4 separate regions of the Mus musculus genome follow, and regions 1, 3 and 4 are each linked to region 2. The links are chromatin contacts, called in public HiCAR-type, HiChIP or PLAC-seq and promoter capture Hi-C maps. All regions are on one chromosome and are shown on one strand. Each heading gives the region's core, a stretch centred on a gene start, on an enhancer-like site or on the middle of the called end of the contact. The rest is flanking DNA. Distances are from core to core; before and after follow the strand shown. Region 1 holds the start of Lrig3 (leucine-rich repeats and immunoglobulin-like domains 3). Region 2 holds the start of Usp15 (ubiquitin specific peptidase 15). Region 3 holds the start of Llph (LLP homolog, long-term synaptic facilitation (Aplysia)). Region 4 overlaps Lrig3 (leucine-rich repeats and immunoglobulin-like domains 3).

What was found. HiCAR-type assays count read pairs that join an accessible place to other places. HiChIP or PLAC-seq counts read pairs in DNA pulled down with a chosen protein or histone mark. Capture Hi-C pulls out chosen DNA fragments and counts their contacts.
Region 1: a HiCAR-type map of astrocytes shows a contact between it and region 2, with 9 times the contacts expected there. The contact joins the promoter of Lrig3 here to the promoter of Usp15 in region 2. A contact is called at or near these places in 3 of 39 promoter capture datasets (embryonic stem cells, hippocampal neurons and liver), 2 of 484 Hi-C or Micro-C datasets (embryonic stem cells and muscle stem cells), 2 of 115 datasets of contacts at active chromatin or transcription factors (astrocytes and embryonic forebrain) and 1 of 9 other capture datasets (embryonic stem cells).
Region 3: a contact with region 2 is called in a promoter capture Hi-C map of adipose tissue, with 4 times the contacts expected there. The contact joins the promoter of Llph here to the promoter of Usp15 in region 2. A contact is called at or near these places in 3 of 39 promoter capture datasets (liver, neutrophils and pre-B cells), 1 of 484 Hi-C or Micro-C datasets (muscle stem cells) and 1 of 9 other capture datasets (adipose tissue).
Region 4: a contact with region 2 is called in an H3K4me3 HiChIP or PLAC-seq map of embryonic forebrain, with 13 times the contacts expected there. The contact joins the enhancer-like site here to the promoter of Usp15 in region 2. A contact is called at or near these places in 5 of 39 promoter capture datasets (3T3-L1-derived adipocytes, cranial neural crest, hippocampal neurons and 1 more) and 2 of 115 datasets of contacts at active chromatin or transcription factors (embryonic forebrain and stem cell-derived neural progenitor cells).

Annotation. Positions count from the first base shown.
Region 1 is chr10:125,964,392-125,967,589 of GRCm38.p6, reverse strand. Lrig3 (leucine-rich repeats and immunoglobulin-like domains 3) reads right to left here and starts at 1,371. Exons shown (of 19, transcript NM_177152.5): 1 at 879-1,371. The coding sequence starts at 1,114.
Region 2 is chr10:123,195,604-123,198,390 of GRCm38.p6, reverse strand. Usp15 (ubiquitin specific peptidase 15) reads left to right here and starts at 1,372. Exons shown (of 22, transcript NM_027604.4): 1 at 1,372-1,564. The coding sequence starts at 1,476. It overlaps Gm4129 (a long non-coding RNA gene), which reads right to left. Exons shown (of 3, transcript XR_003949042.1): 1 at 1,381-2,787.
Region 3 is chr10:120,225,653-120,228,426 of GRCm38.p6, reverse strand. It overlaps Llph (LLP homolog, long-term synaptic facilitation (Aplysia)), which reads right to left and starts at 1,367. Exons shown (of 3, transcript NM_025431.2): 1 at 1,304-1,367; 2 at 224-453. The coding sequence starts at 446.
Region 4 is chr10:126,001,864-126,004,943 of GRCm38.p6, reverse strand. Lrig3 (leucine-rich repeats and immunoglobulin-like domains 3) reads right to left here. Exons shown (of 19, transcript NM_177152.5): 11 at 2,472-2,543; 12 at 1,839-2,002. Among named protein-coding and RNA genes, the nearest start is that of Gm29997, 24 kb to the right of the region's middle. Within about 2 kb of position 1,658, at least 23 of the 459 cell types and tissues checked have an H3K27ac peak or open chromatin away from gene starts, as enhancers often do. A contact at or near this core is called in embryonic forebrain and liver, where this site is marked.

The DNA of each region.
Region 1 (3,198 bases), core at 122-2,621, 2.8 Mb before region 2:
TGTCAGGACCTACGAGTGTTTAAGAGCTGAGAATGTCTGCTAGGCCTAAATTTCAGAATCTTTAAGTATGAAGTGATTTGATTTCTTTTAAACGGGACAACTTCTTTTTTTTTTAAGTGCAACTTTTGCTTTTTTGCTTATGGCTTAAACGCCCCCTCCAATTTTAACAAAATTAGGGGTTGGGAGAGAATAAAGAGAGCTGACATTTGTAAGGACTCGCATTTCCAAGTAAATTATATTTTCTTCCGTGTTCTATCCACACAGTTGGCAGTGACTTCGGGGTTTCTGGCTTCCCAGCTAAAATCCGCCAAACAGCACTCAGCGCAGGCTCTAAACTTGCCCAGATCTCGGTTGTGAAAACCTACTTCCTTTGCTTAATCTACCCGATCAGTCTTCGCACCCAACTTCTCACAGTAACCAAGACGCAGACGCATTTCAAAGTGGCCCGGGAGCGAGGCTGATGGTCTGCTAATGTGAAATTAAGCACTGCGGAGAGAAAAAGTCTGTGCGGCTTTGCTTGAGCAAGGGGGGTTATAAGAGAAAGGCGCGCCTGCAGTGACCGTCTAGGGACCCTAACTAACCCCTGAGAAGCTACAGTTGGGCCAGTTTCCTACATAAACTCAGAAGAAAACTTGCAAAATACAGTGTCTCGCAGACTGGCTCCCAATCGCAGGCGTCGGGTCTGCTGGCCTAGGAGTGGCGACTCAAGAACCCACCTGCGCGGATGCAGAGGGAGACTGAGTCCCCCCACAGGGCTCCGGTAGCGGCCTGGGCGCTGTATAGTGCGCTCTGAGCCCCGGGCCTAGGCGGACTCTTCTGGTCTCGCACCCCTGGCGGGCCGGTCTCCTTCACCCCACCGGAATGATACTGATACTCACAGCCGTGTGACCCAGGCCGGGAGAGGATCGGGAAGGCGAACCAGCCGCCGCCGGCTGCAGTCCAGCAGGTCCCCGAGGCAGTGGCAGGCGGCTGGACACGGGCGCTGCGCATCGTCGTCCAAGAGCTGCCCGGGAGCCCCGTGGCCTCCGCTTCCCGCCGGGCCCGCGCGCCCCAGCCCCGCGCACAGCAGCAGTCCCAGCGCCGCGGTGGCCGCTCGGAGTCCGGGAGCACCCATCGCCGCGCGCCCCGCCGCCTCCGGTTCGGCCCGGAGCTCTACAACCTCGCGCACCCCCAAAAGCACCGACTCCCAGACCGGGCTGGACACGCCGATCGCCGCCTCGTGCTCCTGGTGGCTCAGTCCCCGCACTGAAGGCCTCGCATGCCCCTGCACAGCGGGAGAGCCAGCAGCGGAGGACCGGCAGCCACGGTGAAGGCAGCCCGAGCGGCGTCCGAGAACGGGATGGCACGCCGAGAAACTTTTCCGCCTGCGGCGGGCGGCGGGGCGCGATGTCCCGGCGCGGCGGAACGGCGAGGCGGGGCGAGAAGGCGGGCGCGCGCCCATTGGCCCGCCTGGCACCCGCGGCCACGTGACAATAACAAGGCTCCAGCCCCGAGCCGGCGCCCGGGAGAAAGTGGAGCTGAGATTGTAGGAAATTCCGAGTTACATTTTCCAGCGTCTGCAGCCAGCAGTCTCCGCTATGTCCTGAGAACCATAGATCAGATGGAATGGGAGGGCAAGAGCGAGCCAGCGAAGGAGCGAGCCAGCGAAGGACTGAGCCGGCTGGTGCTCTGAGCTGCAGTTACTTAAGGGAAACTTTAGAGAGTACAGTTAAAGTAGTTGCAGTGTTCCAAGGCCTTTCAATTCCTAGCGAGAGAACTGTGTCGATTATTATATTGTTGGCGAATGAAACAGTGGCTTTCATAAAAAAAATTAATATCGGTGCCAGTGAGGTCTTTTATGCCCATAAATTGGACATATATAATGTATATGTATGCGTATTTGTATATGATGTATATGTATAGCCTGGCAACCCAGCACTGTATGGAAGAGGCAGGCAGACCTATGAGTTTCGGGCCGGCCAGGACAACACAGTGAGACCCTGTCTCAAACGTATGTGCACATGGATGGATGGCTAGATGGATGGACAAAGGACATGGTTTGGGATATGGGAGCTTGGTTTATAATAGATGGAGCTGGAGGGAATGATAATAAATTAATAAATAACTAAATAAATTAATAAACTAAATAATAAATTAATAAATCCAAGTTGGCAATCAGATTCCAAACAATAGTAGCTAAGAAGAATAAAAGCAACCACACTAATATATGCTAAGACCTTGAAAGAAAAAGCACACGTGCGCATGCACACACGAACGCACGCACAAACACACGTGCACATGCACACACATGCTTACACACACACACACACACACACACACACACACTTACCTTAGTCTACCTGCCTTTTGAATGATGACATTCTTGACTGAAAAGTCTACCAGACTTAAATAAGCTTATCTGTCTGTGGGGTATATTGAGGGAGGAGGTAGAACCAAAATACCAGGCACCCCTGAAGTCTGTCTGGATGTACTCAGCCTGTAACCTGGGTAGCAAGGTGTTGAAAATAATGGAGACCTCAGAGTTGATCTGCTAACACCTCAGGGAAAATAGGTCCCAAAGAGATACCTAACATTTTGTAGGGTGACATAAACTAATTTTAAGGCTCTGTTTCTGTAGGTTGTTGGCTGCATGGTATCTGCCCAAGCATGTCTGTGACTTGGGTTACTTAATCAGCTAGTTGATGCAGGATGAGATAGCTGATGGAATTGAGACTTTAACCCCATGACCATTGACTTGCACTGTAGCGTTCACCTGTGTAAGCACGGCCATTCATGGGGAAATAAAAGACTCTGAAGTTGGCACACCCTAGTTTAGGTGAGATATCCCCTCCCCTTTCTTCTGCCTGCCTGTAGCTTTGCCACATTTTAGAACGATAGACAAGAAATAGCTATAATTACAGGGCTTCCATTAAGATCCACAACAATTGGGCAATGGATTTTTCAGGTTCCTCTTGCATCTTGCTTGACTAATCTGCCTAAGGAAAACCTGGTTTGCTACTCTGAAGTTTTTAAAAACAAGAGCAGTGTCAGTATACACATGCCCGTGCCGTTACATGGCGTGGGTGTCTTGACTTGCTCCTGAGATGCCAGAGACAATTGAAGTCCGTCATCGTTCGGTGACGCTGGGCTCACTTTTCCTGGGTACACTCACTTTCACTTTCCTCATGAATTAAATTTACACTTCTATGCTTATAGTCA
Region 2 (2,787 bases), core at 123-2,622:
CGTTAAACAAGAAAATGCTCCACTGACTCATCACAGGCTACTCTAAGGGAGGCAATCCCATAATTAAGGTTCCCCTCTTTCCAAGTGACTTTAGTTTCTGTCAAGCTGACAAACCCTAACCAGGGAAACACTGCTTTCTCTTGGATGGGCCAGCAGTCCTCACTAATGCAGGCACCCCCTTCCTTACTGAGTTTCCCACCAAAACTAGGAGGCTTAAAAAATGGAGAGACCATTGCCCATCCTTTAACTTGTCACCTACTGTTCTACTGAGGTAGCCGTCTTCATTCTTAGAAACAGCAGTTTTGCCTTAGTTAATTTTGAAACGTTTGCCTCAAATGGTGTAGAATGGTACTAGACCATTAAACCGCAGTGCACACACACACACACACACACACACACACACACACACACGCACACACACGCACACACACGCACACTCACACGCCAAATTATAAAGAGAACTTAGTTGCAGCTTTTACGGAGTTTGTATCTTAATTCAGCCTTTCATGGAGGTACTGAGTACTGGGGATTTGAAATCTGTGCGATAACCTTGCACTTCCAGTTGCCGTGTGACCTTGGCATTTGATTTTTAAGAGGCTCAATTTCCCCGTTTGTAATTGTTGCCTTCAAATGCAGCTTGTATTATCGAGTCTAACTTTAGGCATATACAACCATGAAATTTAATCTAGGGGAATGCTAATTTGACGCCCATGAGGTTTCTCCCACGTTTCTAACCCCCTTCAGTACCTGGCCTTATTCAATACATCTTTAACTGCTTGTTCACCTAGAAACTGGGACATGTTTTGCACTGCAGCTAACGTGTGTGTGTGTGTGTGTGTGTGTGTGTGTGTGTGTGTGTGTGTCCACGCGCGCTAGGAGGCGTCACAAAGAGCTTATGAAAGGTAGAAGTCCCTACAGACAGCAAGCATGGGAGAGCTGGGAAGAACCTAGGAAGGGCACTGCGCCCAAACCTTTGGTTTCAGAGCCCTCTTTGTGCCAATATTCAGTGGGCTTGGGCTCTGCGGCTGGAAAGGAAAAGCCCCAAGTCACGGAACTGCGCGCTTTCTGCCATGTCCCAGCCGGCCCCGCCCTCCAGTAGGAGTGAACCCGCAAAAACATGGGTTTGGAGGCGGCTGCGGCAAGAAAAGGGCCAGCATGGCAAGGAGAGTCCGAGCAGGGCAGGGCAAAGGCAGGGAGAGAAAGCGCGGCACCCGGTGAGAACCGTGCAAACTCAGAGGTCTGGGGCGGCGGCGGCGACCACGCCGTGCTGCGGGGCGTGCGGGGACCCGAGGGGGCAGCAGGGCGCAGGCGCGCACCCGCCGCGCTCCCCGCCGAGCCACGCCCCCAGACCCCCGCCCTCGCGCCCCATTTGGTACAGACCTGCCGGCGGGGCGGGGCCGGGGACGCCATTCCCACAATGCTCCGGGGCGTGCCGCCGCCGTCGCCGCCGCCTCCGCTACGGCTAGTGGAAGAAGATGGCGGAAGGCGGAGCGGCGGACCTGGACACCCAGCGTTCTGACATCGCGACGCTGCTCAAAACCTCGCTCCGGAAAGGGGACACCTGGTAGGGAACGGGGTCGCGGGGCCCGCGGGGGCCCGAGGCTGGCGGAGAGCTGGGCGGGAGCGGTGGGCTGGTGTCGCCGGCTGGTGACAGGTGCGGACAGGTCCGGCGGCGGCCGCTCAGGCAGCAGATTTTGGGGGCAAAGGTTGGACCGGCGCAGAGGGCCGGGGCTCGCGGTGGGCGGTGCGCGCCCGGGGCTGCGCGGAAGCGGCGGCCGGGGCTCGCGGGGCTCCGGGTCCTCCTCCCTCCGGCAGTGCCGCTCCCACTTGGGGCCTTGGCGGAGCCCGGGTGCAGTGGCTCGGCGTGAGCCTGCCTGCCGCTGGTTTTTTTTTTTTTTTTTTTTTTTTTTTTTTTTTTTTTGACAGATCCCGGTCGCGCCGCTCCTCCTCGCTCGCCCGCCGCGCTTCTCTGGTCACTCCTTCCCCGGCGTCGTCCGCACCCAAGTTCCCCATTATTCCGATCCTTGTAGTCTTCCGGGAGCCGGGCTTCAGGATGTTTGCGGCGGGGACCACACAGGTGGTGTGTGTCAGGGCTCCGCTGAAAAGGAAACCCCTAATTTCCACTTCCTTGTCAAAAAGGAGGGAGCGGTGTAGGGACCTTGTTTTTTTAATTTTTTTTTCTTGAGAGAGAGAGAGAGAGAGAGAGAGAGAGAGAGAGAGAGAGAGAGAGAGAGAGAGGCACCACGTGGTCCTGTGCTTTGCTCCTGGCTCGATAGGAGCCGGCAGCGCTTCTGTTTGGAAGTGCAGCCCTTCCCTCCGGTTTGAAGGATAACGTAGGCCTGCAGAAAGTAGATAAGTCCACTTGAAGCTTAAAGGCTTGCTCATATTCAAACTTGTAAAATGCCAAAATAAGAGGGTACTGTACCTAAATAACTAGAGGAAGCATGTACAAAATTTAACACTCGTCAGCCAAAGCAGTTAACTTACAGAATTATTTAAATAAAGGGAAAGTTCTGTTTTAGGGGAAGGGCAGTGTGCCTGTGTGTTCTTTCGTTCTTTCTTTCTTTCTTTCTTTCTTCCTAAGTTACTTTTCCTTCCTTCTGTCTCCGTACTAGTGGTTTATAGCGTCTCAAGTGCCTGTTAGGTACTCCAGTGTGGCTAGTGGAAAGAGACTTAAGACCTGATTTATTCACAGTTCTCAAGTGCTTGTTAGGCACTCCAGTGTGGCGCGGTGGAAAGAGACTTAGACCTGATTTATTCACAGGTCCACCTCATACTTTGCAGTGT
Region 3 (2,774 bases), core at 118-2,617, 3.0 Mb after region 2:
GGGGGTTGGGGGGAGGAGCTGAGAGGAACCAGGGTGCCAGCATGTACTTTATTATCTAATAAGCTCCACAGCTAGCCATTTGTCCCCAGTTTCTTTTGGACTTGACACTAGGGACAAGTAGAATGGGTAGAAGACGGCTTTAAAAAGACAGAGAGAGACCGACCCCTAAGAGAAAAGTGGATCATTTTTTAGAAAAACCATGTAAATGAAGACCGAGGCTCACCCTTTTCCTCATCTGCGCCGTCACACCGCCCTTCCTCACACTGCATTTTCTCCTGGCGAGGTTTGGCTACCACCACGGTTGCTATCTCCTCAACGTCTTTCATTAGAGCATCCCCGTCCACTCTGAGGATACTCTTCAGTCTGTTGAGCTCCCTTGGCGCATTCTTCTTTCTCTTCTCGGCCCGCATCTTCCTCTTCCACTTACTCCGCAGGCTTTTAGCCATGCTTCACCTGGCGGTGAACAGAAACACAAACAAAAGGTTTACTGCTCACACCCTTGACTGGCAAGGACGTGGCCAAGCAGCCTTCTCTTCAGAACTGGGACAGATGGAAGAGAAGTTGTGCTGTGCCCTCATGCTTAGCTTATGTAATAATCAGCGCAGAGCATGAAAGGACTAAGTCCGGACACGTCAGGCCCCTTTAAGTAGGAACAAGTCGTTAATTCAAGCCGTTCTCAAAGAGCAGCTATGCATAGTAGACACAGAAAGCGAACAGCTCCGCCTTAAAATCACCTATTGCGCTGTTCTTATCCAATATCCGTCACCACATCTTTAGTGTGAACTTTTAACAGCTTAAACCATAGCTCCCTGCCTTTTAAAGACTCCTCCCCTCGTGTATCAAAGCTCATCCCGCTCCTCTCGGGCCTCCGACTTACTCTCTAGCCCCACACGCACGCAAGCTCCAGTCCGCACAACGCCCACTTCAGGACCGTCACATCTCCGATCTAGGTCTGGAAATGGCTCTCCCTAAGGCTCGCTCTGATCCTCCGACTCCTGTCAGCTCCTTTCTACCAAGTTCGGCTTCAACCCGGAGCTACCGTCCCCGTCTGCGGACTGCGGGGCTGAGCCGGATCCCCCGGGGCCACCGCTCTGCTGCACACCGTACAGGTCACGAGAACCGTGGGGTGGCTGGGTGAGGTCCCCTGAGCGTCAGCAATCACCAGTGGTCCGTGTGCGGGACCCCGAGCCTCGCCCTCCCGAGCCCCGCACCGAGCGAGGATGCGGTCAGGTCTCGCCGCGGAGGCAGGGTCCGAGCCAGTCCTTCACGCCGCGGAGTTGAGTCCAAAGCCCACGCAACTCACCTGAGAGACAACACCGCGCACCACGCGTGGGACGCCAACCGGAAGTACAGGCGCTTCCGGCTTCCGTTCAGGGGCCAGCGCACAGCATGCCGGGATCCTTGAGAGGCGTGGTCTTTGGGGAGGCGTGGTCAACCAGCTGTCTCTGTCATCCCGAGGCTTTGGCTGACCCCTACACCTACAGGAGAAAGTTTAAGGAATTTCCTGTCGGGAGTGGCAAATTATAAATCAAAGCATCTCAAAGCCTTGGATGGGCCAAGCCTGGCCGGGGGCCCTGTCTGTGACAGCCTCACGAGAAAGGATACCAAAGGGATTGCTCAGCTCTGATCATCCTGGAGCCCTTTCTGAGTTTTGTTTTTGTTTAATTGCAGTCTAGAAATTTTCTCATTTCGGCTGAGGATCCTAGGAGGTACGCGGCTGTGAGGATGTATCAAATTGTACAACTTAAATACGTCACGTCGACTGCATGCCAGTTATATTTCAAAGTGTCACCCAACAGAATAATCTTTCCTTATCCCCACGAATTTAAAGGGTAAAACAAGCTATTTCAACCAATGTTGATCTGTCCAAACTATTACATACCTGAGACAAAGCTAACCTAGGGTGAATGAGTTTACAAAAAAAGGTGTGGTTTTTGCATGTGCTTCTAATATTGCACAAGCTATGGGCGATACGCAAGTCTCTTTAACACTTGTGAAAGATAAGAAGAGTGTCTTAGGGCCTAGATAGTACCTCATTCATTGATCTTCAGTGGGTGATTAGGCAACAAACGTTAACTACCCAGACTTACCTGGAAACAGTGTTTTCAACAGATCACCACATTCAAGCATGTATGTGTACCACATGTGTGCCTGGTACCAGAAGAGGCCAGAAGAGGCCATCTCATCCCTTGAACTGGATTTACAGTTGGTTGTGAGTCACCACAGGGGTGCTGGGAACCAGTTTTACTTAGTTTTACTTCCATTACTGTGAAGACACCATAACCAAAGCAACTCTTAAAAAGTAAAACATTTATTTGGGACTGGCTCACAGTTTCAGAGGTTCAGTCCATTGTCGTCATAGCAGGAAGCATGACAGCATGCAGGCAGACATGGCGCTGGAGAAGCCCAGATCTGAAGGCAGCCAGAGGTTCTCTTCTGAACTGGCTGGAGCTTGAGCACTAGGGACCTTAAAGCCCACCTACACAGTGACACACTTCATCCAATAAAGTCACACCTATTCCAATGAGGCCTCACCTCCCAATATTGCCACTTCCCATGAGCCAAGCATATCCAAATCACCACAGAACTGAACCCAGGTCTTCTGCAAGAGCAAGAGGTGCTCTTAACCACTGAACCAGGTCTCCAGCCCCCTTTATAAGTGATGACTTATAAAATCCCTGTTTAATTGCTAGAAGAGCTGTGTCTTTTTGAAGAAACCATGCATATAGTGGAGCAAGCACTGAGATTTTTAACCCAGGAAAAATACAGTTGGC
Region 4 (3,080 bases), core at 409-2,908, 2.8 Mb before region 2:
TTTGTCTCACAGCCCGCAGAGTTCATATATCCAGGCCAGAGAACTGGGAGACTGTGGGGTAAAGGTATAAGAAGGAATAACGCAGGCCCTTGTGGATGATTGCCAAAAGCTTACTTGCATCCAAAGCCTATATCAGAGGTTTTATTTCCAAAAACTTGCTGACACCTTTAAATCCTGCAACCTAAAATATATATATTAATATATTTAATATGATGATATGCAATATATGAATATGTGATATAGGCTATATATAATACATGATTATATGCACAAGTTATATATATAAATATATACATTTGTGTGTATACAATATTATACACACTCACATATATATATACAAAGCAGTGTTAGTCACACTTAAATGTCAGTATAAAATGTGGGTCTGTAGTATTTCCTCACATGAACTTAAATTTAAGCAAATTTAGATTTTGTGTTTTATACACATATTTATTTTTGTAAAGAGTGAAGAGCTGACAGAAAGCTGAGTCAGAGATGAAAACTATTTTTTTAACCATGGTCTGTTCCTAACTATATACAGGAACTCTGGGAGACTTCAAATTCTGAGACTCGTGATTGCTAAGATAATGGATCTTTAAGTTATTTACAACAAATTCAATTGCCATTCCTAATGCTTTACCCACCAGCAGTTAATGTCTCAGTAGCCCTAATTCTTTAGCTACTTATTTATTTTTTTCCTACAGGCCTCTCAAAAAACCCCAGGGATAAAGAGCAGAAAGCAAACTGCCCCAAAATACAAGGCTGGGTCATCAATATTTCTATCTTGGCTGCTAGAGGGGCTCATCGTTAGTGCTACTCCTCCTTGAGAGCTATAGGCAGTTAATGGTTACTGAGGGATGGGGAGTCACATGCTACAATGCATTGTCCTTTCACAAGTAAATAATTCACTCATCTATGCTCACTCACACAGACAACACTGGTTAAACACAGCAGGCCACCAAAAAGACAGGAAACTTGGAACCAGATTCTGGGAGAAGGGGGTTTGGGGGTGGGGGAAGGGCTGAAAAAGGATAGCCTCACATATATGTGTATGAATTTGTGATTTTTATGAATTTATAATTATATGAATTTATGGATTTATAACTTTTAAAAGACAGCATACTGATTTTTAAAAGGGGGGAAATGGCAGTTAAGAAGCTTTCAAGTTCCCTGGACTGGTAGGTAGCTCAGAGTTATGACCCCATAGAAGGCTGGACTGTAGAGAGAGTTCAAGACTACTCACTGAGACCCCCCCACACACACACACCTCAAATATTTAGAAACAAAGAAAACGGTGAGAGGTGGGGAGCTGGTGGTGCAGCTCAGTGGTAGAGCACACACAAGCCTCCAGGTATGACTGCCACTAACACGACAAATGCAGTTCCTAGGTCCAGGGACCATCTTTGAAAGTGACTACTAGGAACTACGGTTTTCCCAACAGTCTCTAGAATTAAGAGAGCAAGCCTCAATGTAGTATCATGACGGACAAAGGTGTGTATGACATTTCCAGAAGCGGCACCAAAACCCAGGAAGGGTCTCCACTGCCTGGGTGCAGGATGGTGGGGGAAGTGCAGTGAAAGGGGAGCCAGGCCGACTCTCAGCTCTCTCAAGCTCCAACTTCATTCCTGCCAGCAAACCACGCGGATGCTAAAACAAATACCAAAACTCTACCAACATCTGTAAAACTTTAACAAGCGGCAGACAACAGATCCACTTTGTCTACCTCAGCAGAAGAGGAAAAGCTTATTCAGAGGACACAGATCTCTTCGAAACCATCATTTGGACAAAGGAGCGGGAAATGAAAGAGAATTAATAAAAACCAAGGATGGCGCTTTACTTACCACACACAAAGCCATCTGGGCTGACAGTGAAAATGCTCCTCCCTTTCAGCAGCTGAGGGTGGGCACAACTGGCATTTACGAAGCTCTGAAAGTTGTTCTCCGCCACCCACTGTGGGAGCCATCTCAGCTGGCAGTCACACAAAAGGCTCGACGTATTTAAATGCCTGAGGAGAAGAATTACATTCATTTTGTTTTGCATGAAATGCAGATTTCTAAACGTAAATCAAACCTACGTAAATATGAGGCAAGCGGGGAAGGGGGGGATCAGGAAACCGAACGTGTGATGTTGTAAATATTCTACAGTCTACGGTAAATGTAAGAAACAGAGCTAGCAGGGCCCCTGGTCTTTGCTGTTCTTATTGTCCTATGGAGGAATAAGTACCGATACATCAGAAATTCCTAGCTAATGGAAAACGAGAACTATATTTAGGAACCATACTATATATGGTCTCACGAATTTAAGCTACAAATTCAAAACAGAAAAAGAAATTCCAGTTGCAACCAAGGGAATAAATGGCCCGCTCCCCTTGTTTCCCGGTATAACCATTAATAATGTCAAGAATGTGCTAGACGCTTTCTGTAGATGTTGCGTCACATGACATCCCCCTTAGGGCAGAAAAAGGGAAAACTTACAGCTGCTGAAGTTTCTTCATTTGGGAAAACGCATTGCTCTGTAGAGACATGATGGCGTTGCCACTCAGGTCCCTGGAAGACAGAAAATCAAACCCGCTGGTGAACTATGGCCAGGGTGTGTGTCCTTAAAGCCTGGGCCACACCCTACAACCCAGGCTGTTCACCAACCAAACACTTCATGCTGAAATGTGTAAACGGGACAAGCGCAGAGAAGCCCCTCACAAAGCTCCGACCAAGGCACCCAGAGTCTGGTCAGGGAAGTTACTTGTGTCACCCGCCCAGGATGTCCACTCCTCAGGGCTCTCAGGCTGATCTGCCTGCTGTCTCATTTCATTTCTCATTATTCAAATTCACTATTAGTTAGGGGTACAACCTAGGAAACAACACTGGTAGCCCACTTTCTGTGATAACGTGCTGCGCCGAGTGATTTTAGCATACATTATCACACATATCCCCAAAGCAACTCAGCTAAAGATGGCTTCACTACGCAGCTTGGCATGAAGGGGGAAGGAGGTTGTTAAGCCCATTATTTTCTATTCCAGCCTGATTTTGTCCCACAGAGCTCACTGCTGCAAAGGCAGCAATGTGTTTATTAAACCAAGTAATGTT